Linked DNA regions of Mus musculus: all the other regions are linked to region 5. A link is a contact called in public Hi-C, HiChIP or PLAC-seq and promoter capture Hi-C data. All regions are on one chromosome and are shown on one strand. Each heading gives the region's core, a stretch centred on a gene start, on an enhancer-like site or on the middle of the called end of the contact. The rest is flanking DNA. Distances are from core to core; before and after follow the strand shown.

What was found. Promoter capture Hi-C pulls out the DNA fragments that hold promoters and counts their contacts. HiChIP or PLAC-seq counts read pairs in DNA pulled down with a chosen protein or histone mark. Hi-C and Micro-C count contacts between places; a contact is called where the count stands out from the background.
Region 1: a contact with region 5 is called in a Hi-C map of cortical neurons, with 4 times the contacts expected there. The contact joins the enhancer-like site here to the promoter of Bcl6 in region 5. A contact is called at or near these places in 6 of 39 promoter capture datasets (the 3T3-L1 cell line, embryonic stem cells, hippocampal neurons and 2 more), 1 of 484 Hi-C or Micro-C datasets (cortical neurons) and 3 of 115 datasets of contacts at active chromatin or transcription factors (astrocytes, embryonic forebrain and forebrain).
Region 2: a contact with region 5 is called in a promoter capture Hi-C map of embryonic stem cells, with 11 times the contacts expected there. The contact joins the enhancer-like site here to the promoter of Bcl6 in region 5. A contact is called at or near these places in 5 of 39 promoter capture datasets (the 3T3-L1 cell line, embryonic stem cells, hippocampal neurons and 1 more), 1 of 484 Hi-C or Micro-C datasets (cerebral cortex), 7 of 115 datasets of contacts at active chromatin or transcription factors (SST interneurons, astrocytes, embryonic forebrain and 4 more) and 1 of 9 other capture datasets (embryonic stem cells).
Region 3: an H3K27ac HiChIP or PLAC-seq map of cardiomyocytes shows a contact between it and region 5, with 4 times the contacts expected there. The contact joins the promoter of Trp63 here to the promoter of Bcl6 in region 5. A contact is called at or near these places in 4 of 39 promoter capture datasets (the 3T3-L1 cell line, embryonic stem cells, hippocampal neurons and 1 more) and 4 of 115 datasets of contacts at active chromatin or transcription factors (cardiomyocytes, embryonic forebrain, forebrain and 1 more).
Region 4: a contact with region 5 is called in a promoter capture Hi-C map of 3T3-L1-derived adipocytes, with 6 times the contacts expected there. The contact joins the enhancer-like site here to the promoter of Bcl6 in region 5. A contact is called at or near these places in 7 of 39 promoter capture datasets (the 3T3-L1 cell line, 3T3-L1-derived adipocytes, the C10 cell line and 3 more), 1 of 484 Hi-C or Micro-C datasets (muscle stem cells), 6 of 115 datasets of contacts at active chromatin or transcription factors (the NIH/3T3 cell line, acute myeloid leukemia, astrocytes and 3 more) and 1 of 9 other capture datasets (embryonic stem cells).
Region 6: a Hi-C map of bone marrow-derived macrophages shows a contact between it and region 5, with 19 read pairs. The contact joins the enhancer-like site here to the promoter of Bcl6 in region 5. A contact is called at or near these places in 12 of 39 promoter capture datasets (the C10 cell line, the HPC-7 cell line, cranial neural crest and 8 more), 2 of 15 datasets of contacts at CTCF or cohesin (the NIH/3T3 cell line and pro-B cells), 33 of 484 Hi-C or Micro-C datasets (3T3-L1-derived adipocytes, B cells, the C2C12 cell line and 25 more) and 23 of 115 datasets of contacts at active chromatin or transcription factors (the 230-238 cell line, the NIH/3T3 cell line, VIP interneurons and 15 more).
Region 7: a contact with region 5 is called in a RAD21 HiChIP or PLAC-seq map of pro-B cells, with 5 times the contacts expected there. The contact joins the enhancer-like site here to the promoter of Bcl6 in region 5. A contact is called at or near these places in 1 of 39 promoter capture datasets (hippocampal neurons), 2 of 15 datasets of contacts at CTCF or cohesin (large pre-B cells and pro-B cells), 1 of 115 datasets of contacts at active chromatin or transcription factors (large pre-B cells) and 1 of 9 other capture datasets (embryonic stem cells).

What each region holds. Positions count from the first base shown.
Region 1 is chr16:25,621,217-25,624,695 of GRCm38.p6, reverse strand. No RefSeq gene overlaps it. Among named protein-coding and RNA genes, the nearest start is that of Trp63, 61 kb to the left of the region's middle. Within about 2 kb of position 1,850, at least 5 of the 459 cell types and tissues checked have an H3K27ac peak or open chromatin away from gene starts, as enhancers often do. A contact at or near this core is called in cortical neurons, where this site is marked.
Region 2 is chr16:25,583,093-25,586,307 of GRCm38.p6, reverse strand. No RefSeq gene overlaps it. Among named protein-coding and RNA genes, the nearest start is that of Trp63, 99 kb to the left of the region's middle. Within about 2 kb of position 1,442, at least 37 of the 459 cell types and tissues checked have an H3K27ac peak or open chromatin away from gene starts, as enhancers often do. A contact at or near this core is called in embryonic stem cells and pancreatic cancer cells, where this site is marked.
Region 3 is chr16:25,681,827-25,685,251 of GRCm38.p6, reverse strand. Trp63 (transformation related protein 63) reads right to left here and starts at 1,487. Exons shown (of 14, transcript NM_001127259.1): 1 at 901-1,487. The coding sequence starts at 962.
Region 4 is chr16:25,530,546-25,534,113 of GRCm38.p6, reverse strand. No RefSeq gene overlaps it. Among named protein-coding and RNA genes, the nearest start is that of Trp63, 150 kb to the left of the region's middle. Within about 2 kb of position 1,928, at least 86 of the 459 cell types and tissues checked have an H3K27ac peak or open chromatin away from gene starts, as enhancers often do. A contact at or near this core is called in 3T3-L1-derived adipocytes, the NIH/3T3 cell line, astrocytes and 1 more, where this site is marked.
Region 5 is chr16:23,987,396-23,990,670 of GRCm38.p6, reverse strand. It overlaps Bcl6 (B cell leukemia/lymphoma 6), which reads left to right and starts at 1,819. Exons shown (of 10, transcript NM_009744.4): 1 at 1,819-2,096. Gm31527 (a long non-coding RNA gene) reads right to left here and starts at 2,404. Exons shown (of 2, transcript XR_384770.3): 1 at 1,443-2,404.
Region 6 is chr16:25,247,108-25,250,767 of GRCm38.p6, reverse strand. No RefSeq gene overlaps it. Among named protein-coding and RNA genes, the nearest start is that of Tprg, 38 kb to the left of the region's middle. Within about 2 kb of position 1,302, at least 81 of the 459 cell types and tissues checked have an H3K27ac peak or open chromatin away from gene starts, as enhancers often do. A contact at or near this core is called in the 230-238 cell line, B cells, the C2C12 cell line and 11 more, where this site is marked.
Region 7 is chr16:25,548,340-25,551,743 of GRCm38.p6, reverse strand. No RefSeq gene overlaps it. Among named protein-coding and RNA genes, the nearest start is that of Trp63, 130 kb to the left of the region's middle. Within about 2 kb of position 2,018, at least 4 of the 459 cell types and tissues checked have an H3K27ac peak or open chromatin away from gene starts, as enhancers often do. A contact at or near this core is called in pro-B cells, where this site is marked.

The DNA.
Region 1 (3,479 bases), core at 601-3,100, 1.6 Mb before region 5:
GTTAGGGCTTCCCTGTCGCTACAGGACATGGTGTGACATGCCTTTGCTCATCACATGGAAGCATTCCTAGTTGCTCAGAAACACCAGCATCACAGCCTCATTCCACGACAATAAGTTTGTTCCTCACTCTCCAACCTGTGTCTGTCTGAAGCTAGGCTCCTCCCTAGGACTGCTCTTGCCTTCCAAGCTTTGCCCCTGCTTGTCTAAATACAGACCCAGAGCTCACTCACTGCTGCCCAGCCCAGGATTTTGCAATCAATCCCCCTTGGGTCTTTTGAGGAGTCATACTTCCTCCTGGGGCTGTCCCTGAAATTCATCAAAGTCTGTTTCCCCTGGCTGAGCAGTAACAGAGTCCCCTGAGCTTTTGGCTAAGATTCACACATTCAAAGAGATTATTGAAATAAGTCCCAGCAAATCACCAATATGGGAGGCCTGGTATAGGAAAACCCATAAAAGTCTTGTTGCAACCATTATCAACACATTTCACCTACCTTCCTTTTCCACATGCCAATTGCCCAATATGCATTTCATTTTGGAGTCACACATGTACTGAAGGGAAAATTTGGCACTACCCTTTCATTCCCCAGGGCCTGGCAGGGTTTATGTACAACCTATAATTCACTCACTGTTCAGGATGCATTGCACTGAGACAGCCATTTCAGGAGAGGGATGGTTTCTTCACCTTGGCTAAGTTCATGACAAGAAAACAGAATGCTGGCTCTGAGCTAGCCTCAACAGGACCACACTGGCCTTCCTTCCTCTATGGATTAATAGAGATATATCTAGAAGCTTTTAACAGCAGCTCATCATTAGTTTCTCCAGGGCCTTAGTTTAGAAAGAAAAAAAAAGTGACAATGTAGAGTAGAATTTAGACAGATTTGTAGATTTAGTCAGAAGCATAAGACAGAATCAGAACTCATAGAACAAGCCAAAGGCAAAACAATACAAACTCTGAGAATGCATAGCAATAAAACATTCAGAGAAGGAGCACGTAAAACATAATCATCAAGCATGGTCCCTCCTACCTGACTAACATCTTCAGTAAAGTGGAAAAGAACCTAAAAGTATCATCAGGAGGAACTGGACCATTGTCCTTTTGTAACACAGAAGGCTGTGTTGAATTCTTGTCTCTGAAGCAAAGTGGAAACTGGGACGTATTACCATCTTCCCTCTAATGACAAACAATCTATGTGACCCTTCATTGCTTGAGAAACATTAGTCAAAGTCTACATCCTCAATCCTTGCGAATCTGTCAGATTCCAGGGCCTTTGGAAATCATGGCGGTCATTTCTATAGAAACACCAAGTATGTGAGTAGACTTCTTAAGAAAGAGTTGAGCTGCTCTTCATGAAATGTATCTAGATTGAATCCAAAAACTACATGCATGAAGTATATTGAGGAATGAAAGTTGTGTCGGGAGGTAGAGACCAGACATGATTGAAAAGAGGGTAGTCCGAAATGATGAGGTTCACTTAGAATAGACTGTACTCACAAGAAAGATTGAAGGTCAGCCTTTGCAACAGTCAACCTTTCCCCAACTATAGAAAAAGAAATCTCCACAATGTTTAACATCAATGAAACATAATGTTTCAGAAACATCATGACTTTTCTATAGGCTCACATAAGCCCTGAGACTTGATGTTTGTGCTGTGTTATGGTAAAGAGATTATTGGGGTAGAAATTGGGGGTCTCATCCTTGCCCAGAGCTGTGACTTTGGCTCTGGCAATTGTCTGCTTTACTGGTTCTCTGTTGCTTCTGGTAGTCCTGCTATAGGACCCATAGAGAGCTAACATTTCTAAGAATAGAAGAATGAGCACAGGAAAGGGAGGTGTTCCAGGGTAACTGCTTTTGGTTGCCTGGGTTTCAGTTTCTCACTTACAAAATGAACAAGCTTGGATGAGTTCTCCGAAGACTCTCTCCAGGATGACATTTAATGAATCTAAACATTCTATCTTAGGCTATTTCTAGTAAAACTATCTATTTAAATATGAAAATAAAAAAGACTTCCTACCGGCACCAAATTGAATATTGGATATTATTCAGTTAATTTGGTTTTGACTGGAATTTAGCATCTTTTGCACAAACAATGACTCAGAAAATTAATTAGCCTTTGCTTTAATTAAGTAGTACATCTATTTAATAGCAATTAAAATACCACATCTGAGTGCATTTGTTGTAGCAAAGTATAGTTAATACAGGAAACAGCCCCATTTGCTGTGTGGATCTTGGTGGGTGACTGAGGCTCTGGGGCTCTTGATTTCCAGATAGGCAGCCGGGCTTTGGATAGACAGGAAGAAAATTCCCAGAGGCCCTGGGCGCAGCTCACTGTTATGAAATCTTGCATACTTTAGCTTTCTTCATCAGATTATTCTGCCACTCTTCTTATTAACATTAAAGGCACAGTTTAATAACAGTTCTGGAGTTTCCAGATGTACTTTCAACAGCCCCTTTACCTGATGTTCCCCAAACTCTAGTTACTCTGAACAGAAAAGAATTCTTGACCTTTCAACTTTAGTGTGATACCACCCATTGGATTCTTGACTGCCTGAGACAGGCCATTGAGAGGTTAAATAAAAATGTCCTTGCTGCTGCACCAGATTAAGTCTTTGCTTTGATTGGACTTGACTTTTGTTTACAATTACTCCAAGTCGGTGATCATGGTCATGTCAAGCTTTAGTTTCTTGTATATATAACTGTTTTATATCTGATTCTGTAATGTCCTATAATCTCAACTTTAATAAGTCATTTAAAAAACACTGTCTGGTGTTTATGTGGAGGGGGTTGCAAAAGAATAAAAGCATATGGAGGCCATAGTATAATCTTAGGTATCACTCTTCAGGAGCAGTTCACTTGGGTTTATGATACAGGGTCTCACATGACAATTAGGTGTGGCTGTCTAGTCAGAAATTTCTGGATTCATGTGTCTCTACACTGGGATTATAAAAGCACAGGACCACTCCGATTTGTGTATGGATTCTGGGAATTGAACACAATCTTCATGTTGGCGAAGTAAGCACTTTACCAACCAACTAACTAACCAACAACAGCAAAACTCATCTCCTTCCTTAGACTTACCCTTGGTTTAGTGCTGACAGCAGCCATGTGCTGACACCAAACTTGTCAGTAACCCCACTATAGTCTTCCTCTTTTCCAGACTTGTGAGAAATAAACTTGTTGTGCATAAGCGATTCTGTCCATAGTATTTTGTTATAATGGTCTGAAAAACAAAAGATAATTTTCACTGAAACAAAGTGACAATTGCTTGAGAAGAAACATTTATTCACCCTGAATTCAATACTATATAATGTACATATGAATTGAACCACCATGTGGTATGCCATTAATAAATATAAATTATATGTTTTTATGCATAAGTGAATAAAACAAATTTAATTTCGAAACAAAAAGCTTCTCAAGATCACTGATCCCTTTTGAGAGTTAAGAGCCCAATTTTGGTTAGCATCACAGATATGATCTT
Region 2 (3,215 bases), core at 193-2,692, 1.6 Mb before region 5:
CTCATCCTTCTTGAAGACTCTGTAGCTAGTTGTGCTCTGCAACCCTAACAAAATGTGAGTCACCATGTTCTACTTACACAGAATATTTTAATCACGTACCAAGTAAAACAACTCAAAGATGTTACAGTTCTTCAAAAAGCATGATTAAAACCTGGAAGGCTGTCAAGGTGCGGATCTTGCTGTGTGGTGCCTGAAGTCAAGGCTTCTGCTGGTCCCTCTCTTGTCTGAATATAGCTGTAGATTACACCACTCTCTCTAGATTTAGTGAAAGTGTGAAAATTTAAAATGTACAAATTCTCAGGTTTCTTATGTAGCTGTGACGAAGCTGGGTTACTTCTCCAGGGTTGCTCTATCTCTGGAAAATGAGAGGGAGATGCTAGCAACTCTGCACTGGTTTAAAGGCAACAAGAGGGCAACAATTGTCTGAGAAAGGAACTGGAAACATCTCCTTGCTCATCTTTTAAGATGCAGTAGCTTTATCTTTGGGCATAGTGTCTGCTTTCAACCCTGTGAGTCGTGGCCATCTTTCTATTGCTTCATATCAGACCCCAGCACATAGCTATCCAGTGACGGTATCCATCATTTAGTGCTTAAGTGCATCTGTGTATCCTAAGGACATAAAGAGTCTGACATGGAGTGAGTGCAGGGTAGGAAGACTATTGGCAAATTGGTGAAAGGATGGGTTGAATGGATGAATACTGATCCACCATACCTTTTATGTCAGCTCAAAATAACAATAAAGCTCTAGTTTGCCCTCACACATTGATTTTTGACAAAGCAATTTTCCCAGGCAGAAAAACTTAAGTTAGATGACCTCGTGGAGCTTTGCCATCTCTCTAACTTCTTGGTTCAACAAGTAATTGAAGGGAATCAATCTCGTGCTGTCTGACAGTTTTGACAGCTGCTGTTCTCGGGATGTCAATGCATGTGCTGTCATTCTGCTTAACAATTTAGAACTGAACAGAGACATATGCACTGCTAGTCACATTCCTCTGGTCTTGCGCCTGCCTCCAGCTCCCCTCTTCTGCCGTGGTTTATCTGCCACCACTCAAGTCAGTGGCATGTGTTTTTAGTGCCTGAACATTGCTTTGGTGCCTTTGTCCGGAGCTGGAGGCAAGATCAGAGCCCATGTTCCCTGAGAATCGCGACACTGCTTTCACAATGGAGTCTCCAGCCTCCTTGCAAACTAAAAGGGCTCCATAAATTTGAGTCTCTTCACATAATAAATGAATCTTTTCTGTGTGTTTAGCCAAGGGAAGGGGATATGAAAGTGAATAAGAGTAATAATAAAAAGCGAGCGAACAGCATGGGTATAATTAAAGTGAATAGCTCACACACAAAAAAAAATAAATCTCTGAACGTTGACTTCCTCCGGGACACACCCCATTACACCCAGACCTCGCCTCAGAAAGGTATGCACAGCTTGACATGCTAATGCAAAGCAAACACCCGCACTCGTGCTCCCAGGGACATGAAGAAGACTGGGTTTGCTTTCTGCAGATCACGGGGCTCAAAGCAACTGGATTTCAAAAATCTCAGTGCTCAGTATGAAACTATATAATCATGTATATTTCCTCAAATCCGTGGGTGGCTTGGGTTTAACGACCAACACGGGAATCTTCCCTGTACCATCAGAGCACATTTTCATCTGTGCCCAAATGAATAGCCAGAAGCTTAGTAGGACTATTTGGGCCCAAGCTATGCTCTGTAGGATTTCCCCCAGAAGCGTTCCTTGCAAAGTATGAGCTCTGAGGGAGCTTGGCTGCTCCAGTCTGGGTGGGGCAGTTCAAATCTGCACGTGCTCCCCTGCAGCTGGGTTAAACACAAGAGCCTGCAGGCGAGAATCTACTTTTCTTTCTCAAGAACATTGAGTCCAAGTCACTCCTGGAATGAAGATTGAGAACTCTTTCCTTATTGCTTTGATTAGCAGAGTTTGGGAACATAGTCTCTGGGTTATTTATAAGCAAGAACAGTGCATGTGGCTCCTTTCTTCAAGAAGGGCTATTTACACAGAAGCTTCTCGTAAGATAGTAGCTGCCCTTTAGGAAAATAAGATTCACCATAAGTTGATTATGGATATGATATGTACAGTTTTTAAATCTTGGTGACTTCACATTCCACTACTTCAATTTCTATATTTTGTTTGTTTGTTTGCTTGGTTTTGTTTTTTTCAATGAAGCATGTATGTTTAAAAGTAGCCAGCTGGACTCAGTTTAGATGATCCAAATTTTGTTGTCAACGTACAAAGCATCATAATCAGGAGTCAGCTGAAATACAGCCCCCCTCTTTCCATCAGACATGAACAGATTGAGTTGACCATATCAATGTCATTGAATTTCTTCAAACCCTGTCTGATCTGGTGTTTGTTGGGTTTGGCATCCATACTAGACACAAATATGTCATCTTCTATCTGCTTCTTGGCTGACTTGGAGGTCACTGGGAACTTGAATGATGGTACAATGGGCAAACTTGTTTCTCTTGGGAGAATGCTTGTAGAGGAATGCTTCTGGAGTGGCAGTGTCTTGGGCAACGAGAAAGTAAGTATGTAATGTGTGGATCTTCTGTGGGTCGAGGGGGGGGTGGGTTTGAATGCCCTTCTAGAGCTGTTTTCTTGGGTTTCAATGACCTTCACTTGGCTTTGGTACAGAGGCTTCCTTCTTTGCTTTGGGAGAAGTTTCCTGTCAGTGCCATCAGGCTTTTCTAGAGAAGCAGGGGTGGGGTTTTTATATTTGCATAGTGAAATATGACTACTGAGTTGTATTTAGGTATAGAACCTTTCCCAGCTTGAAGTGCTATGAACCCAGAAAACACTGGACGACCAAAGCCACCCAGAGCCAGTGATTTTTAGGTTCTTGTCTTGCACATCCAAAGAATAAGATTCACAGACAACAGAATATTAGTTTTGGAGCGACTTTTATTATAGATTCATAGGTGAAAGCTTAAAGAGAGATAAAAAGGGCATTTGAGGTAAACCTGCGGTCAGTCATACGGCAATAAATTGTCATATGATGGGAAGACGGGCTCCAGAAAAAGAGAAAGGAAGTCCAGAGTGCCAGAAAAAGTGTAAGTGGGCACTGGCCAGGATCTAACAGAAAGAGACAGAAGAGAAACACAAGGGAATTATACTCTTCTGACTCAGGACTCAGAGAGGCAGGTATGTCTAAGGGAACCACAGGACAGCTCCTAGGGTCTATGCTAGGGGTTGCGATTTCTAG
Region 3 (3,425 bases), core at 238-2,737, 1.7 Mb before region 5:
TTGTATGGTGTGAATGTCTCCCATAACTTTACACGGGAAACGCTCTTCGGATTTCATTTACCAGTTTAAAAATAGCAAACTCTAATTTGAAACAGTCTCTTCCCCCGACAGAGGCACACTATTGTGAACTCTTGCTAATACTCCTTCTCAGTGCAAGGTAAATATTTTTCTACAAACACAAACAAAATTCAGTTTCATCACAGGTTTTAGGAAGTCATATTTGTCAAAAGATGATGTTTGTTTTGAAACAAATCAAAGAGAAAATATTCTTTAGAGCTAAAATGACAAGCCACAATCTGCTTCACATAACAATGGCTATTTAGTTTTAAGACAAAAATCAAAATTTCCAATGTTTATTTTGACTTGAAAATTGCCCAATAGATTATTATATCCCTGTCCAATGAAATTTCTTTTTCTTTGGTGGGTGGGACTGAGCATGGCACGTGGTACATTTTAAAATTTTTTAACATTTTAAAATGGTGTGACAATCTTAAGTAATATTTTAATTAATTCTTTGATAATCTCATCCCCCTCCTCCAACCTCCAACATCTCCCTGACCCTCCCACATCTTCTACCCGAGCTACATGCTCTCTCTCTCTCTCTCTCTCTCTCTCTCTCTCTCTCTCTCCCCCACTCTCTCTCCTTATAGAGTACAATAGTGTGACAAATTTAAAAACATGGATGTCTTCAAACTTTGTCACTTAGTAACTCAAGAAATAAAGTATAAGATAACTGTAGAAAAGATATCTACAAACCACTTTAAGTCCATACAAAGTCCAAAGTAGTATTATTATGCTCGCTAAACAAGGAGGGCTTCTTCAGTACACAGCAGAAACACTCAGAATACACCAGGCACACCAGTTCAGTTTTGACAGACGCCAGGTCAGATTTAAACTCACCGCTGGATGTAAGGGTCGGGGCAGTACTGTAGGGTGGCACACCGTGAAGTTTCAAAATTCATTTCCTTCAACTCTCTTTGATACCAACAGATGGGAAGCAATTCTATAAAATATACATATACACCTGAGAATATCTAGGTATGTAGCCAGGAGGCTGAAAGCAATAGGGTCAAATGCCATCAGACATAGAAGTTTAGACACTTCCCCCCTTTACTCAGATTTGCAAAGAGGCGGGGCGTTTCTTCCTTTCAGCCAATGAGAGTCTTCAAGTAACCAGAGCATCATAAACCGTCAATTCTTACCAGCTGGGCACCCCCTGTAAAGCTGTTCTTCCTCTCTGCCACAGTTTTAGAGCCCTTGACGTAGAGTGGCCACACTTGTTGGCAATTTGTAGGCATCTCTGAACTTCTGATCTTGCTTGGGATTGGGTGCTGGTATGAATGGCATCAGAGTTTAATCACAGAAGCCAGGACTTGTCACTGAGCTAATAAATGTCCCCCTTGCTCCAACTGAATAACATCTCCTTGTATCTGTATTCTGACTTGATTTGAGAGCTCCTGTCAGTTCTGCTGTGGCTACAATGTTTTGCAGAGACGCTTAGGAGACTTTTTTTTTTCTCGGCTTCTCCCTGCCCCACCCCCACCCCCTTCTGCCTCCCTTTCAGCCAACCGCCTGTTGTGGTCACAATCTCAAATAGCAAAGACAGGGAAATTCCTTGATTATATTTAACCTAGAACTCACTCTTCATTTCAACGAGAGAGAGAGAGAGAGAGAGAGAGAGAGAGAGAGAGAGAGAGAGAGAGAGAGAGAGAGAGAGAGAGAGAGAGAGAGAGAGAGAGAGATCATGTATATGTATTTAGAAATAGTTTCTGTCCCAAATAAAAGAAAATAGCCTGCAGTGATTTTTTTTAACCATACAGATATAAGTAATAGGATTTTTATGTGATATAAAAATAGGAGTTAATATTCTTTTACAATGTTTCCTAATTGTTTTATTGTTTTCATATTTATTTAGAATTATTTTAGATGGCCTGTCAATGGGGAAAAATAAAGTTTATTTCAAACTCTTATCATTCTGTCTCATTCTATTATGCCTCACTTTTAACTTTTTTTAGTCTCCTTCTACCTACTTTACTATAAAATCTGACATTCTTTATATTGTAAAGAATTATATATTATCAGGCAAAGTCTCCATGATAATGAATTTGTTTCCTTTCTGAATGTAGGCTGTAAACCAATCCTGGTTCTGTGGATTTAGAAATTGAATGAAATATGATTCAGAAGCTAAATTAGAATAGAGTCCAAGAGGGAACTAGAGCTGTGTGCCCAAGTGTCACTGACATGTTACGTACATATCTCCATTCATGCCACAGCCATAGACACCTGCAAACTAGTGACATCAGAAAATGTCAAAGTTGTGAGACAAGCTGAAGAGAAATCTGACATTTTCCTGTAAGAAATTCTGCTTCAAAATGTGTTCATAAAGATGTTTTATTTGTTGTTCCAGCCAGGGAGAAGCTATTTAAAACTTGACATTCTCTTTCTTAACTCAGACTGAGCGTGTCTAACATCTGTGAATTGTGAAACTCACACACATGCCGGCCTGCGCTCCAGCCAAATCTGACAGCTTGCTCTAAAAAAAAATGTTAAACTTGAGCAAAGATCGTTTCACTAATTAATTATAGATTTGCTCATTGGAATCAAGTGTTTGGCTTTCTTCCTCTGAGCAAATACAGATGACCTGATTATAAAGTTCTTAAATTGAGAATAATCAATTTCCTATGGCCATGGACTTGGGGGAGTTTCATCACACAGGGCCTGTCTACTCTTAGTTGTGAGATGAATCTCTGAAGGCATAGAAAGAATGATCTCCTAGCCAAAGGCAGCTTAAGCTGTCCCCCAGAACACAAGAATGGGAGGGGGTAATAGAGTTAATGCCAAAGCACATGTTTAGTGTGGAAAAGGCCCTGCCCTGCGTTCAGTCCTCAATCGTGAAAAATTAAGAAAGACTAGGACTAGGATTTCTAGTGGAGACTGTCTTAAATTTTAATAAACCCGCGAGTCACTTGAAATTCTTGTCCATGCAAAATCTGGTTGGTTATTTCCAGGGTGGGGTTTGAGATTCCATTTCTAACCCTGGGATGACTCTGCCAGGATGGCTGGCCCAAGTACCAGATCTGAAGTGGTAAGTTCTGAGCTCACCTTTCGCCTTGTATTTATAATTAAGTGCTTGCTGAAAAGAAGAAAGAACTTGTCAAAGTAATTTATATCATGGTTCAACGTCATGGACTTCCACATAACCAGTCTTCAAGTACTCTTCATACATATTTTCACTTACAAGTTTTAGAATTTAATTTAAAAGGTTTAAGTTTAAAATAATTTAGAGCATATGCCATTATATCAGCAGTTGTTATAGAAAATTATATATATATATATACACATATATATAGTACAGAAGGCAGATTATTAGGTGGCAATAGATTAATTATGAATGATATTGGTTCCCACTACTTAGTTAATAAACA
Region 4 (3,568 bases), core at 679-3,178, 1.5 Mb before region 5:
TATAGATTTCTAGAGAAGATCAGAAGTAGATAAAGGAAGAAAAGAGATGGGAAAGAATAAAAGATGACAGAAGCCAGTACACATATGTACTTGTGTGAAACTGTCCCAGAACACAGTAGTTAAAAGCTTTAAGTCTTAAAAATATTTCAATGGATTGGGAGAAAAAAAAATGTCCTGCTACTTATAAAAGACGCTTTATCCAGTGGTTGGAAGGTGGCAACCCGTGAAGGGATGATGACAACAGTGTCAGGCTTGCTCTTTTCCACTATGATATCTTTTTAATAATTCTGTATAAATTTAGAACATGATATAATGCCATCATGTCAAGGATCAGAGGGAAGAAAGGAAAATTGGGTAGTGGGGTTTTAATTTTGAACTTACAATGCAAAATAATATAAAGAAAGGTCTAGAACTGAGAGATTCTTATATATTAATCTCTCTAACCACCCATAGAAAACTGAGCATGGAATGGAAATAGACTTGTCAGGGTCCTGTGGACAGGGTTGTATGGAAAGGAAAATCCAGTTCTATTTTCTTTTAGAATCAGGGTCTCAAAAATCAGATCCCAGTTTTCTAATAAATGAAATGTTTTATCCTTTGCAAATCAGACAAGAAGACCCATGGGGTTTACCCATGAGAAGCAGGAAGCCCTGCCAAAATTCCAACCAGCTCTGCACACTTTCTGGGCATCTGCCGAGGACCAGGGCTGATGCCAAGTGTTCTGGGGCACAGAGTTGAGTAAGTCATGGTCATTGCTCTCATATTCAGTGCTGAAAGCAGGGACACATTCAAGCAACCGGATCCCAAAGCCGGCTGTGATAAGTGTTATCTTAGATCCCTGGAGGAGACAGGTCACACGACTGGAATAGCATGAAGTCAGGCCTGCAGCTGAGGGCATGCTGTTATTTAGGAACCCTATCAGGTTCATCTCACCACTTGGCAATGACCCCCAATCCCTGCAGTTTCTTGTCCTGAGTGTGCTGGGTCAGGGCACTTCCATCTGCCTCTCCTGGAGTCTCCTGTTAAGGCTACTGGTGTTTGAGGGTGCTTAATGAGAGTGAGAAAGACTTGTCCCATTTTTCTTTGTAAAGTTTCTAAGCTCACTGGCACTATGGGGAAATGGCCCATTTAGAAGTAGCTCTCTTTTCTTCTCTCCTAACATGTCATGAGGGCTGCCAAACTCTGGAGGCCCAGTATTTTATTCATCCAGAAAGTGAATGAAGCCGAAAATGTCTTCTTAATCTCATTTGGTTTTGCCCTAGTTGTTTGACTGTCTTTTTCCCTGTCTGGAACTGGGCAGTGCCAGCAGACAGGGACCCCCTGATTTAACACTTGATCTCTTAGAACACCTACCAGAAGCTTCAGCAAATGAAACAGCTCAGTGCTCTTGTACTGAATTCAGCCTTGATGCTGTCCTGTAAGCTCACGCCCATTTCCAAAGTGGCTGCCAAGTTTTCCAAAGGGTCTTTAAACCTGGATTTAAAACTGAAAGGAAAGAAATAGGACCTTCCTCTACCAGATAGTATATCATTTTTGAGGTTGTTTAAAATATGAAGCGTAAGGAAGTAATTAATTTGGATGGTAAAAAGGAATAAAGGCTTAATAGGAAGTCGGAGGTTTGACCTGGACACTGTGTCTGTAACCTCTAAAAGCTTCGTTCGGCTCGTTCTGAGAACGGTTCTTCTTTTTGAGGGACCTGTTCCCTTATATACACTTATTCTTTGCACTCTCTACAATAAGGGCAATAATGATCTATGGGTTTATAGTTCATAAAGGATTGATTATATACAACACAAAGATAAGCCCACCCTTTCAATGTAACAGTGCCATGACCAAGACCTATTTAAACAGAAGGTAAACTGAAGCCGAGGAGTGCTCCACTCCAGACTTGCTTTAAGGCAGGACTGACCTCTATGGCTGACTATCCTATGAGTCAGATGCCTGTGGTGTAACTGAGACGCAAAAGAAGTGCTGTGGCTTTGGAATGGGCAGCTCTCTGATCTGAAGAGATCCAAGAAAGCCACAAGTTTGGGCTTCTGCTCAGGGTTTTCAGTGCAAGCAGAGTTCAAGGAAATCTTCCTGCTTCTTTGCCCTTCAGTCTTCACTGCCGACTGCTCCTGTTCACCCATGGCCCAACTCACCTCTCAATAGCAACAGTGAATCATCAACTCAGAAAGAAAACACAGAGTTGGAGTTGCAGCTCGTGTCTTGCTAGTTTAATTAACTCTCAGCTGTATCCATGAAGGTCAACTAGACCCACACCTCAGATCACAATGACCTCTGTGGCTTTCTAAGTCAGGCTACATGCCTTTATAACTTGACTCTATCATCCTGTTTTCCCTTCATGACTCCTACAGCTGATCAATGACAAAGTCTGAGACATCCTGCTCCTGTGGTAGATATAACCCAATGAAATTTATATCTCTAAGTAAATTATATCATGTACTTGGACATAGACATTAACATTTTTTCATTGACTTGGGAAGAAACAGGCTCTTGTGGAGCTTAGGCTGACCTTGAACTCACTGTATATGTAAGGTAGACCTTCAGTTCCAAATGCTTTTACCTCCTAAATGCTGGGATTAAAAGTGTGTTCCACAATACCTGGCATCCTTTATTATCTACTCTCTGGACTATTTCATAGGCTTGTGCTCCTTTCTATTCACTTGACATTCCTGAAGTTCAGACACACTCTGGCTCTTGTTGCCTCTCACCCGTCTCTCTGTTTAAACACCGGGGCCCAAGGCGCTCTGTAATCTGACTTCATCAACCAGCCTGGGTATATTGTTTTCCCACTTTGTGGACTATGTTATTTATGCAAACCTGCCCCCACATACACACATGCCTTTCAAACCTTGATAACTTAGTGCTGCTATCCTAGTTCTCCATGTTTCATTCAAACATAACTCCATTTTCACCAATACAACTTAAATGAGAGCTCTCCCATTACATATTGACTAGGCTACATATCTGTTCATTTTCTGATCACCACAGGCTATTGTAGTTTCCTCCTAGGGTAAGGCACTCATATTATATTACCTAATTTGATCAGTTCTATACTTCTGGTAGACTCTCAGAAATGAGGACTCTCCTTTGCTCGAGGACTTCATCATTGGTGGATAAGAGGCAACTGAGATACACCGAAACGAAAAGTATCAACAACACTCAGCCAGTTTGAGAGAAAATGGGCCGATCAGTGGCGAAGCAGCTCTGTCAAGCTCCTTTTAAGTTTCGCATTCATGTGTGGAAGCACATTTCTGGTATTATATTTCTCATGCTGGCTTGCCTGTCAATGTGTACCACTGGGGAGTGCAACACACACACACACACACACACACACACACACACAAACCTCAATAGCAACGTGGGTACAGTGACATGACAGAGGAACATCTCAAATAAAATCAGTCATAGTGGAGAAAGACAGAATTCCACAGCTACCTTAGATGTTGTAGGTAGGTTTCCTTCTTTGATTTCATCTAAGCAACTGCTATCTATAGCATGGCTACACTTGACTAACTTTCATAGTAAAACTGGTTCATGGCAATGTGAAAATTCCATACCTAGG
Region 5 (3,275 bases), core at 570-3,069:
CCAGCTCCTTCCTCGACTCCCCCAGTTCTAAAACCTGTGACATCATCTTTTGAAGTGGTGGTACTCCAACAACAGCACAGCAAAAACTTCTCATAGGACCAGTCCTCTGTACCCCACAAGCCAGCAGTCTTCCAGAACTCTGCTTGCATCTCTATTTTTAAGCCCACGTTTAGGGTTGTGGTCCACAAGTATTCATTAGAAATTAATATGTGGAGATATTTTGCGAATGCTTGAAAACCCCTCTGTGATTTAACGAGCCACTTGAAGGACTTTCACAGCTAAAGCCCAGAACAGCCTGACCTTTGAAAGAGTCTTTTGCTCCAAACACTTTGAGTTCATTCTAGTTCTTAAGGAATCTGAATATTATTTAGCTCACACCCTTCTTGCAAGAGACAGACATAAAAGAAACAAGAGTCTCACTCATCCAGGGATGAGTAGGAGGGCAAAAACCCCGACCAACATTTAAATAAGGAAACTGCAGCTATGAACACATAACCCAGGGCCCACCGTGAAAGGAGTCTGCCCTGTATTCACCTTTTAAAATAAAGGAAGAAAGAAGGGAAAGAAAGATTCCGCTCCTCTCCTCCCCTCAGCTCTGCTCCAAAGCCTAGAGGACCCGGCTGCGAGCAGTGCGCCTAGTGTAGCACAGCCTGTACTCAATACGCGCAGTATCTGTGATCCTGGCAGCCAGGCCTTTAGAATTCCCTCAGGCTGATCCCTTCAACACATACTGAAGAGATTTTTTTTCCTTTCTCCCGACGACCTTGAAACGAACCCAGTGGGGGTTTAAAAAAAAGGGTGGGGGGAATGTTCAAGACCTTAAGAAAATAGCAAAATACAAACATGTATTTGGCTTCACAGAATGTTGTAACAGGCAAACATTACACGTACCCACACACACATTTCTAGCATCAAGAAATTTCCTGAGAGTCAACAGTAACAGAGTAAACCCACCACTCGCTGTCCTGGAAAGAAACAAACCAAACCAATCCAAATCCTTTTACATCTCTTTCAAGTGCAGGAAAGCTTCAGCAAAAGTCCAAGAGGAAAAGGAAATTGTACCAAGGGCGGCTGGGGGGCGGGCGGGGGGGGCGGGCGGGGAGCGGTGGTGGTGTTGGAGGTTGGGGCTGTCATATGTGGCCAAAAATGTAAGCTTCTGTCAATGGTATTAGGTTGAAATATTGCACCTTTAGAGAGAGAGAGAGATAGAGAGAGAGAGAGAGAGAAAGCGAGAACGCAGGGAGACAATAAAACCAACGAATGACAGTCCCGACGATTTACATAACACCACAAACTTGCAAAAGGCAAAAATCAGAAGCGGAAAAAAAACCCCACCTAAATCATTAAAATACAACAGGAGCATCCCAAGCCACCATCCCCAAAGGACCCCCCCCCCGCCCCAACATAATTGTCCCAAATAAAAAGAAAACAAATGAACCCACCGAAAACTGCTTGGCAAATATTTTTCTCGTGGTGCCTAATACTCTAGCTGGAAGGAGCTGTGGTATTTATTGTTTTCTCCCTCCCTCGTCTCTCTAAACCTGCCTCTAACACACTTGTTCTAACGGCTCAACTCTCTCGCTCCCTTTTGTGTATTTAGCTCGAGGAGCCGAGTTTATGGGTAGGAGAGGAAGAATTAGCCCCAGACCCCGGGAAAGCAAAGCGCACTCTCCCTCTTATGTCACCGAATAGCAAATTAGTTCTCAGAATTCCAGAGGCCGAGCTTTGCTACAGCGAAGACGCCGACGTCACGGAGCCCACGTGACGGCGGCGGAGCGGGCGGTTCCATCGGTGGCCCGGGGCAGGGAGGGTCGCCTTGTAGCCGCGCGCGCCCGCCTCGGGACCCCCGGTGTTCCGGGCGGCGGTGCTGCGGGAACCACGATCCGCACTATAGGGCGGCGAGCGGCGCGGCCCCGAGGCATTCTGCCGGCCGGGAGGGCGCTGCGGAGCGCGCCGCTGCCACCGAGTCCTCCCCTGCTGCGGAGCAATGGTAAAGCCCGCAGCTCAAATTCCGAGAATTGAGCTCTGTTGATTCTTAGAACTGGGGTTCTTAGAAGTGGTGATGCAAGAAGTTTCTAGGAAAGGCCGGACACCAGGTGATTATTGCTGTTGCTGCCGCCGCCGCTGCCGCTGCCGCCGCCGCCGCTGTTGCCGCTGGTGCCGCTGCCGCCGCCGCTGCTCATGATCATTATTTTACCTTTTAATTCTTTTTTTTTCCGCTTTTGCCAAATGCTTTGGCTCCAAGTTTCCTATGTGTATCTATTGATATAAATGTATCTATTTATTGATTCTAGCTGTCAGGTGTTAAAATAAATGCCGAAGATCAGCCCCACGTCTCTCCCACTGTAGGATCTAGCTTTTCGCATACGTATTCTTCTTCTTCTTCTTCTTCTTCTTCTTCTTCTTCTTTTTTTTTTTTTTTTTTTTTTTTTTTTGCTGTCTTGGAGCGCCTCGGCCGCCTCGGGGAGGCTGTGCCGCCCTGCCCGGTGTTGTTTCGGTGTTTGGAGACGCAGGGGCGCGGGGCGGCGGGCGCTGGGTTGCGCGGCCTGGGAGGGCGGACCGCGGCGGCCCCGCCGGCTTCGCGCGGCTTGGCTTGCTTTCTCTGCTCGCTTGCAAACTGCCTTCCCCGCCGCTGCCTCCCTCCCCGCTCAGTTCTCCCGGTGCCCGCGTTGGCGGCCGTCCACCGGCCCCGGCCCCGGCCCCGGCCCCGCACAGTCCCTGCCTTGCACCCGAGCCGGGAGTCAGCGGGGGGAATGCAAGCCAACTCCTCGGCTGGTTGTTTTATTTTCCCTTTTCTTTTTGGTCATAAAGCCAGATGAAGTATCGTGTCTGCAGTTTCCTTTGAGAGCCGTGATCTTCCCAAGGAGAGACAGTGTTTTGGGAAGGCTTCGCTTGCACGGGGGGCGGGGACGTTGAATACTTTGAAAATTACTCTTTCTTGGTTGGAGTCGAGGCAGTCGGGAACCCGGGTGCGCTCGGTCTGCCCAGCCCGAGGAAGGAGGCTTGAAGGCGGGACAGGGATTTTGGGGGAGGGTGGGAGAGGGGTGCGCGGTTTTTTTGTTTTTTGTTTTTTGTTTTTTTTGCACCTGCGGCGCTTTCAGCGTGCGGGACCCGGGGGGGTCTTGGCCAGCCAGCCCGGAGCTCCGGAGAGGTGGCGGGATTTCTGGCGGCCGCGGTGTTTGTATTTTGGGTGCTGCGTGACTGCGTTGGCTCTCAGCGGTAGTTCCCTCCCTTTCCTAAATTTAATTTCATTTTTCCCCCTTGGTGCAAGCTGT
Region 6 (3,660 bases), core at 53-2,552, 1.3 Mb before region 5:
CTTTTGAGCATTATGTATCATTTAATGTATCATCTATTAGGCCATCTGTAAGACATGGATGATGACAGGAAGGATTCATTGGCTGGCTTTGTTTGTTTGCTTGCTTGCTTATTAAAGAGAATGCTGGCAACAGGTGCTTCTTGTTCCAGACATACAGCTAGACTGTTGTCCCATCCTCATTTCACACATGAGGAATGCAGGACCCAGTGGGAACAGGTGACTCACCCACCCTCAGACAGGAAGCCAGGGCACAGCTGCCTGACAGAAGTTCAGTGTTGCAGGGATCCCAAGGGCCAAGACTCAGGGTGAAATCAAAGCTGTGTGATAGCTAACACCAAATGTCAATTCGACCAGAACTTGAGTCGGTATGGAAACGATCCTTTAAATAAGTCTAGATTTGGTTCATTGAGGTGGAAAAAGACACCCTGAAAGTGGAAGGTATGATTCTATGGGCTGGGGTTTCGATTTGAATGAAATGAGAAAGTGAGGTTGAACATCTTTCATTATGCCTGCTTCCTGATTACAGATGTAATAGGACGCATCGCCTCCTGCACCTACCCTGCCACCATGGCCTGTGTACTCTGGAACTTTAGGTCTAAATTCATACTTCCTCTGTAGGTCACTTTAGCTGGGAATTTTATCACAGCAGATAGAAAAGCTACTAGCGTAGGTTGGAAAGGAAATGTGGAGCAAGTAGTGAACCTGTGTCAGTCAAAACCACCAATGTCAAACACATGGTGCAGGTAACTTTTCCCTCACTGCCTGTCCCCTATGTCTATCAAATGGAAATTATGCATTTGTCATTTTCAATCACCTGACTATATAGTTTTCCAGGTCCCATCTACTCAGCTCAATGACCTTAACACACACCAAAACATGTACTGGTAAAAAACATTTTATGTTGCTATCCTCCAGCGATTAGATCTATCGATGTCATCGTCTCTCCTATGTGCTTTCTAAGTTCAGGGGCTTACGTTGTGCTGGACAAGCATCCAAGTGACAGCAGATGTAGTTGGCCTTCCTGAGCTTGCTTCATTCTACCTCCCATGGTTGGAGTTCCCATCTTTCCGTAGTCTCTGTTTCTTGCCTCCCTGTTTCCACAGCATACAGAGTCCAGACCTTTAATGGCACTCAGGCTCCGACACCGGGTCCCATTCGTTCATTCCAATTTTCCATGTTCTTCTTCCTCACATATACACTAAATTTTAAGCTATACCCAGACTCAGTGTTAAAGTCTAAATTCAGGAGGCCAAACTGGCTTGTCTACCTAGTAGGAACCACTAGAATGTTCCTCTGTTCTGCCACACCCTCTCAGTCTCAGACTTGCCCTGTTGAAAGCATCACCTTCCTCGTAGTTTCAAAACACGTGCCCTTGCCTTCCTCCTACCTCCTTAGATGGCCCTTTGCCAATCTCTCTCTGTGCCCTGGAGTGTGAGCCTGGAGGAACAACTTGCATTACTTGAGATGAAATTAGATGCAGATGCTAGAAGGGAGTAATACTATAGAAAGAAGCAGAAGAAAAAAACAAACCAAGCATACAAACAAACCACCAGCTTTTGGCTTCCGATGAAAGTATGTCTACATAGCTTCAAATCAGAGCTGTGCGGCTGGTTCTCCAGAGTAGCACCTGGAACGCTGTTTACCAACCCTTTCTCTTGTCTGTTCAGTTGCTTGCGATGCTTTGAAGTCTGCAAAAACTACTATCTCCAATCAGAGCTGGGTTTCCTCTCCAGACAGGAAGACTGCCCTTCAACAGAGAAGCTATGCTTCTATTTGTGGTCTGACTATAGCTATGACTCATCCAGTCAAGCCAGAGGCTGTTTTGATCCTTCGCTGTCCAGAGTCTGTTTACAGTTGTAATTTTCTCTCTTTCCTTTCGTCTTGCTCTCTCCACTCTTCTGAATTATCAGAAGAGTCATACACATTTGACAAGTAGAACCTGTACAGGAGAGAGTATTACAAGTGAACACACTTTCTCATGACACCCACAAATAAATGCTTGTGTTTACAGGTCTGATGACGGAGTTCCAGTAATGACTTGGCCTTTTTTTTTTTTACTTGATTAAATATTCCCCTGGGCCTGCCAGTCTGGACTTCGGTTATTTAACGAGGACGTTGGAACACAACCTCAAGACGTCTGCAAAACTGACCTTTTCTTAAGGTTTACTCCCAGAGCAAAGTAAAGCTTGCGTTAGACTGGATGGCTCCGGGATACCAGTTTGTAATTCACGCTCCTCAAATCCCACCAGAACCACGGAGAACCATGGGGCATATGATGGAAATTCCACGTTGCACTTGGAGAAATGGAAATTAAAGAGGAGAAGGCAACTTGTCACAAGTCACAAGAGTAGTCACAACACAACAGTGTCTCACTGAAGGGCTTGCACTGAACATCGATCAGCTCGAGGTTGACTGTCCACAGTGTACAAACTTCCTGGGTCATTTTATGGCACTGCTATGCACTCTCTTCTCTTCTGCTCAGGAATGTCACTGGCTAGAGGGACCATGGACCAGAGCAGGTAAAATGAAAGACAAGCACAAAACTGACCTATTTTTTTAAGAGCTGTCTTACTGTTAGACTTGGACACGATACAGAACACTCTTAAGAGCCATGAGTGATCTGAAAGTGTACCACCTCAGAGGCGCCACACCTACCTCCTCTCCTCTAGACCTTCATTTTCAGACCATTCTCTACAGTAGAGTTAATTCACACTTACATGAAGTTTGAAGGAGAAACCAGAATCACCAAGAACATTTTAGCTATAAGGACTTTGTTCTGCTTGGGAGAATTATTGTATCCCAACTATGACACCTTATTTTCTTCAAAATAGAATTCAGCTGACACTTCTCAACTCTAATATTAAAGATTATCCTTTGGTACAAATTTTGCACAAGCTCACTGTAGACCATTCAGAATGCACACATATATTTTTTACACAGAAAGAAAATAATTTGTAAACCAAAGATCCCTATTTGCTACACCTATATTTAGTTAGAATCAAATTACAATAATTTGTAATTGTGTTATAAGAGATCTCCAGATCATTGAAAAATAAAATGTATACATGCACAGCCACACACATGAAATTCCCCAGTAGAAAGCCCTGAACTTTAAATGTAATCTTTTATAGAGTAGACATGGCTTATCAACAGCTGCCCTTTTGTCACCTTCAGGGTTAAGATCGATCGTGTTGGAGGGTCCCTGAGATCCTTCTCCTCAGCTACCACAAAATAAGTAAATAAATAAAAAAGGAAAAAACAAAAACAAAAGACAAAACCGATGAACTAGCTGAGGGTGTTATTGTCACATTTTAATTATTGCACTGCAACAAAGTGAAGAATTTGAAAGGCTTGGGCAACATGGGATAGATGGTTACTCTGCTTGCAGATGTGGAGCATTTCAGGAATTGCAGCAACTGCGGAAGTGGCAAAAGGGAAAGTGGAAACCCTCCAGAGTCAGACACGTTAGGTCCGCTGGAGCTTCAAATCCTCTGCTCAGTATCCAGCATCCTTACTAAAAGTGCTGTATGCCGCTGAGTCTCAACGTCCTCTTCTCTCAAATGCAGGCTCCTGAATCCCTTCCTGTTCCTCAAACTCAAGCCACCGCCTGCATTATATCAGAGTATAAATGACTACTCGGGGCATTTAATGATAGTGCTT
Region 7 (3,404 bases), core at 769-3,268, 1.6 Mb before region 5:
GGGAATATTTAAAAACCTATACACCATTAAGCTGGAAATCCTAAAAGAAATGGACAAATTTGTAGATTCAGTCATACCACCAAGATTAAACCAAGAAAGCAATAACCTAAATAGATCTTGAAATATTGAAATGGTAAAAAAAAAAAAAAAAAAAAAATCCTCCCTCTCTTTGCAAAAAATATCCAGGTCCAGTTCAGTTCATAGCAGGATTCTACCAAACTTCTCAAGATGTTTTGTTTATTTATTTATTTTTTTCGAGACAGGGTTTCTCTCTATAGCCCTGGCTGTCCTGGCACTCACTTTGTAGACCAGGCTGGCCTAGAACTCAGAAATCTGCCTGCCTCTGCCTCCCAAGTGCTGGGATTAAAGGTGTGTGCCACCACTGCCCAGATCCTCATTCCTTTATATTTCCCAGTTTTAAAAATATAGTCTACTGGGGCTGGAGAGATGGCTCAGTGGTTAAGACCACTGACTACTCTTCCACAACCACATGATGGCTCGCAATCATCTGTAATGGGACTCCATGATGCTCTCTCCTCTTGTGTCTGAAGAGAGTGACAGTTTAGTCACATATAGAAAATAGATTTTACAAAATTAAAAAATATATGGTTTACTATTATAGTCACTTAGGAAAAAATTGTATTTGATTTATGTGTATAGAAATGCTTATTATATGATATTCAACCTAAAATACTATTAAATATGAGCTATAATCTTACTCCACAAAAATATAGCTTTACATATACATCCATCCATCCTGTGATTAAGAAAAGACAGGGGTAAATAGATTTAAAAATAAGGGCTGCATTCTAATTCTAGAAATGCAAATTGAGGTTTTTCTAAGAATTAAGCATTTATAGACATTATTCATCAGAAGGGTGACCACAGCAAATGTCACTCATGTCCACACTGCAGACTCATCAAAGATCTTTCCAGTCTCCTTTGCCACTCTTTTTCTCCACACTGCGGCTGGATCTCTGAGAGTCACTTTGTGGTCATAGAGGCCACCCGATCAATGGCCCTTCTTCAAAGCCCTTTCCCTGCTTCTGAAGTGGAGTTTGACATCTTTGACATGAGCCACTCAGTTCTCCACTTCTGACCCTGAGAGACATCTGAGTTCAACCATCTCTTTTTCTCTACGCAAGTCTCACATGTAGGTCAAATCCAACTTGCTGCTCGCAAGGACTTGACTCCTGCATCTTCTCCCTATGGGCCTGGCATGATATATATATTTTTACTTGTCAAGTGGCAAAATGTCTCAGATTTCCAACAGACAATCTCTTGACTTTGCTAAGGATGAGTAGTTTATTTGCTTCTTCTTATGACCTTCATATCACACTGGGATTTCAAACCAGTTACTGTTGTTTTTAGTAAATCTAAACTGAAATGACTTTCTTACAGAATTCAATAAAGGTGTCGTCTACCGCTTTGTGAAATGCTGTCCTTTCCAGCTTTGTCTTCTCACTACTGCATTTACTGCTGAAGAGCTTGCCCAGAGGAGCTGTGTAGCAGGAGCAGTAGACAAAATAATTCACAAAGACGTTAGTTTTTAAAGTCTAGTTGCTTTGATATCCTGATAGATAGACTATATAGAGAGAGCATGTGTGTGTGTGTGTGTGTGTGTGTGTGTGTGTGTTTGTGTGTGCGTGCATGCATGCTTGTGTATGCATGCACACGTGGAGGCCAAAGCTTGGGCACTGGACTTCACGAGCTCTCCATCTTGCCTTTTGTTTCTATTTGGGTTTTGTTTGTTTGGTCTCTTTCTTTGTTGACTGTTTTTTTGATTTTAAGACAGAGCCTCTTACTTGTCTGGATTAAATATGAAGATTGCCAAGTCAGCATTCTTGCCTCTGAAGCATATTTCCTAGGCCTGTGATTGTGATCAGGTATTTGACCTCCCAGAACTCTAATTTCTTCCTCTATAAATAACCAACGAACACACCCCATACCCGTGTCTGTGGATTCTTGTGTTCCTCGGTCCGTAGCAAGGCACACTACTTCCTTCCTTTAATCACACTGTTCCATCTATTTGGCCTGACCACATCCTTCCCAGGGAGCAAGAATATAAATCTCCTTGGTTGAAACATAGGCTTCTTTGGGCACAGTGGCAATGTCTCTGCTTGAAAAGCTGACCCTTGGGCTCTGGTTAAGCTAAACACTAGCCGAGTAAATGTTGAGTCCTCCCTATGTAAAACCTTGAGTCATAGGGGCCTGTGTTGGTGTCTGTGGCCTGTGTTACCACTGAAGATCATTTGGATGTCCACGGTTTGTGCTGCAGCCTCAAGTTATGTTGATGTATCTGGGCTGTGCTGCTTCTGGGGGGTCATATTGATATGGTTGACCTTCACTGCCACCTGGGACCATAGTGATGTCCAGGCCCATGCTGTCACCAAGAGCCATGTCTGGGTTCATGGTCCTATAGCACCTTGGGTCTGTGTTGACGTCCATACCTGAAGGCTACCTGAATGTCTTTGCCCTGTGCTCCAAGGACAGAGATGGTATCCACGGCTTGTGCAGCACCAGAAGATCTGGTTGATGTCCATGGTCTGTACTGCCATAGAAGACCATGTTGAGGTCAATGCCATGTTCATACTCCATACTGTCACCAAAAACAAGGTCATGATCCATGCTCCCATTTACTGTAAAGGAAGGTACTCTTGCCATGGTAATGACAACTTGCAGACTCACGACAGAGACAGAGACAGAGAGACAGAGAGAGACACACAGAGAGAGAATGTCCTGTGACAACCCCTACCCTGACCTGACCCCACAAAATAAAAGTCTAGACATAAAGCCATTGAAGAGAAGTCTTAAAAATTATGATAACAATGTTCAAGTGGAGCTCTCAAGAATTGATGGCTTCTCATGGAGGTGTGGGTGGGAAAGGACTCAGTTTTCCTTAAGCAGCAAGCCATTGGGAGTTTGATCTTGTTCCAGTGAATCAGAGCAGCACAAATGGGACCTTCTCCTCCTCATCCTCCTTGTCCTCCTTGTCCTCCTCCTCCTCCTCCTCCTCCTCCTCCTCCTCCTCCTCCTCCTCCTCTTCCTTCTTTTTGTTTTGTTTTTCTTCTTGTGGTGGGTGGTGGATTTGGAACTGGGAAGCAGACCTAGCAGAACAGGGATGTGAGGGAGCTCAGAGATCACAATGTGAAATTCCCAAACAGTTGATAAAATTATTATGGGAAAAAACCCTCCATCTCCTACATTCCCTAAAGCCTCAGGTCTAAAATGTAACCTCCAAACCTACTTCATAGCAGACTAAGCTGTTGGATTCCTGTTGAGTTAATATCAACACTTCCTTTTCCATCTGCCTGGTGCATCTTTGGTGAGTATACTTTTCGCTGAAATCTCTGAAAAGGAAAAGAAATGAATGATAGCAGTCATATTTGGGCACCAAATCTAAC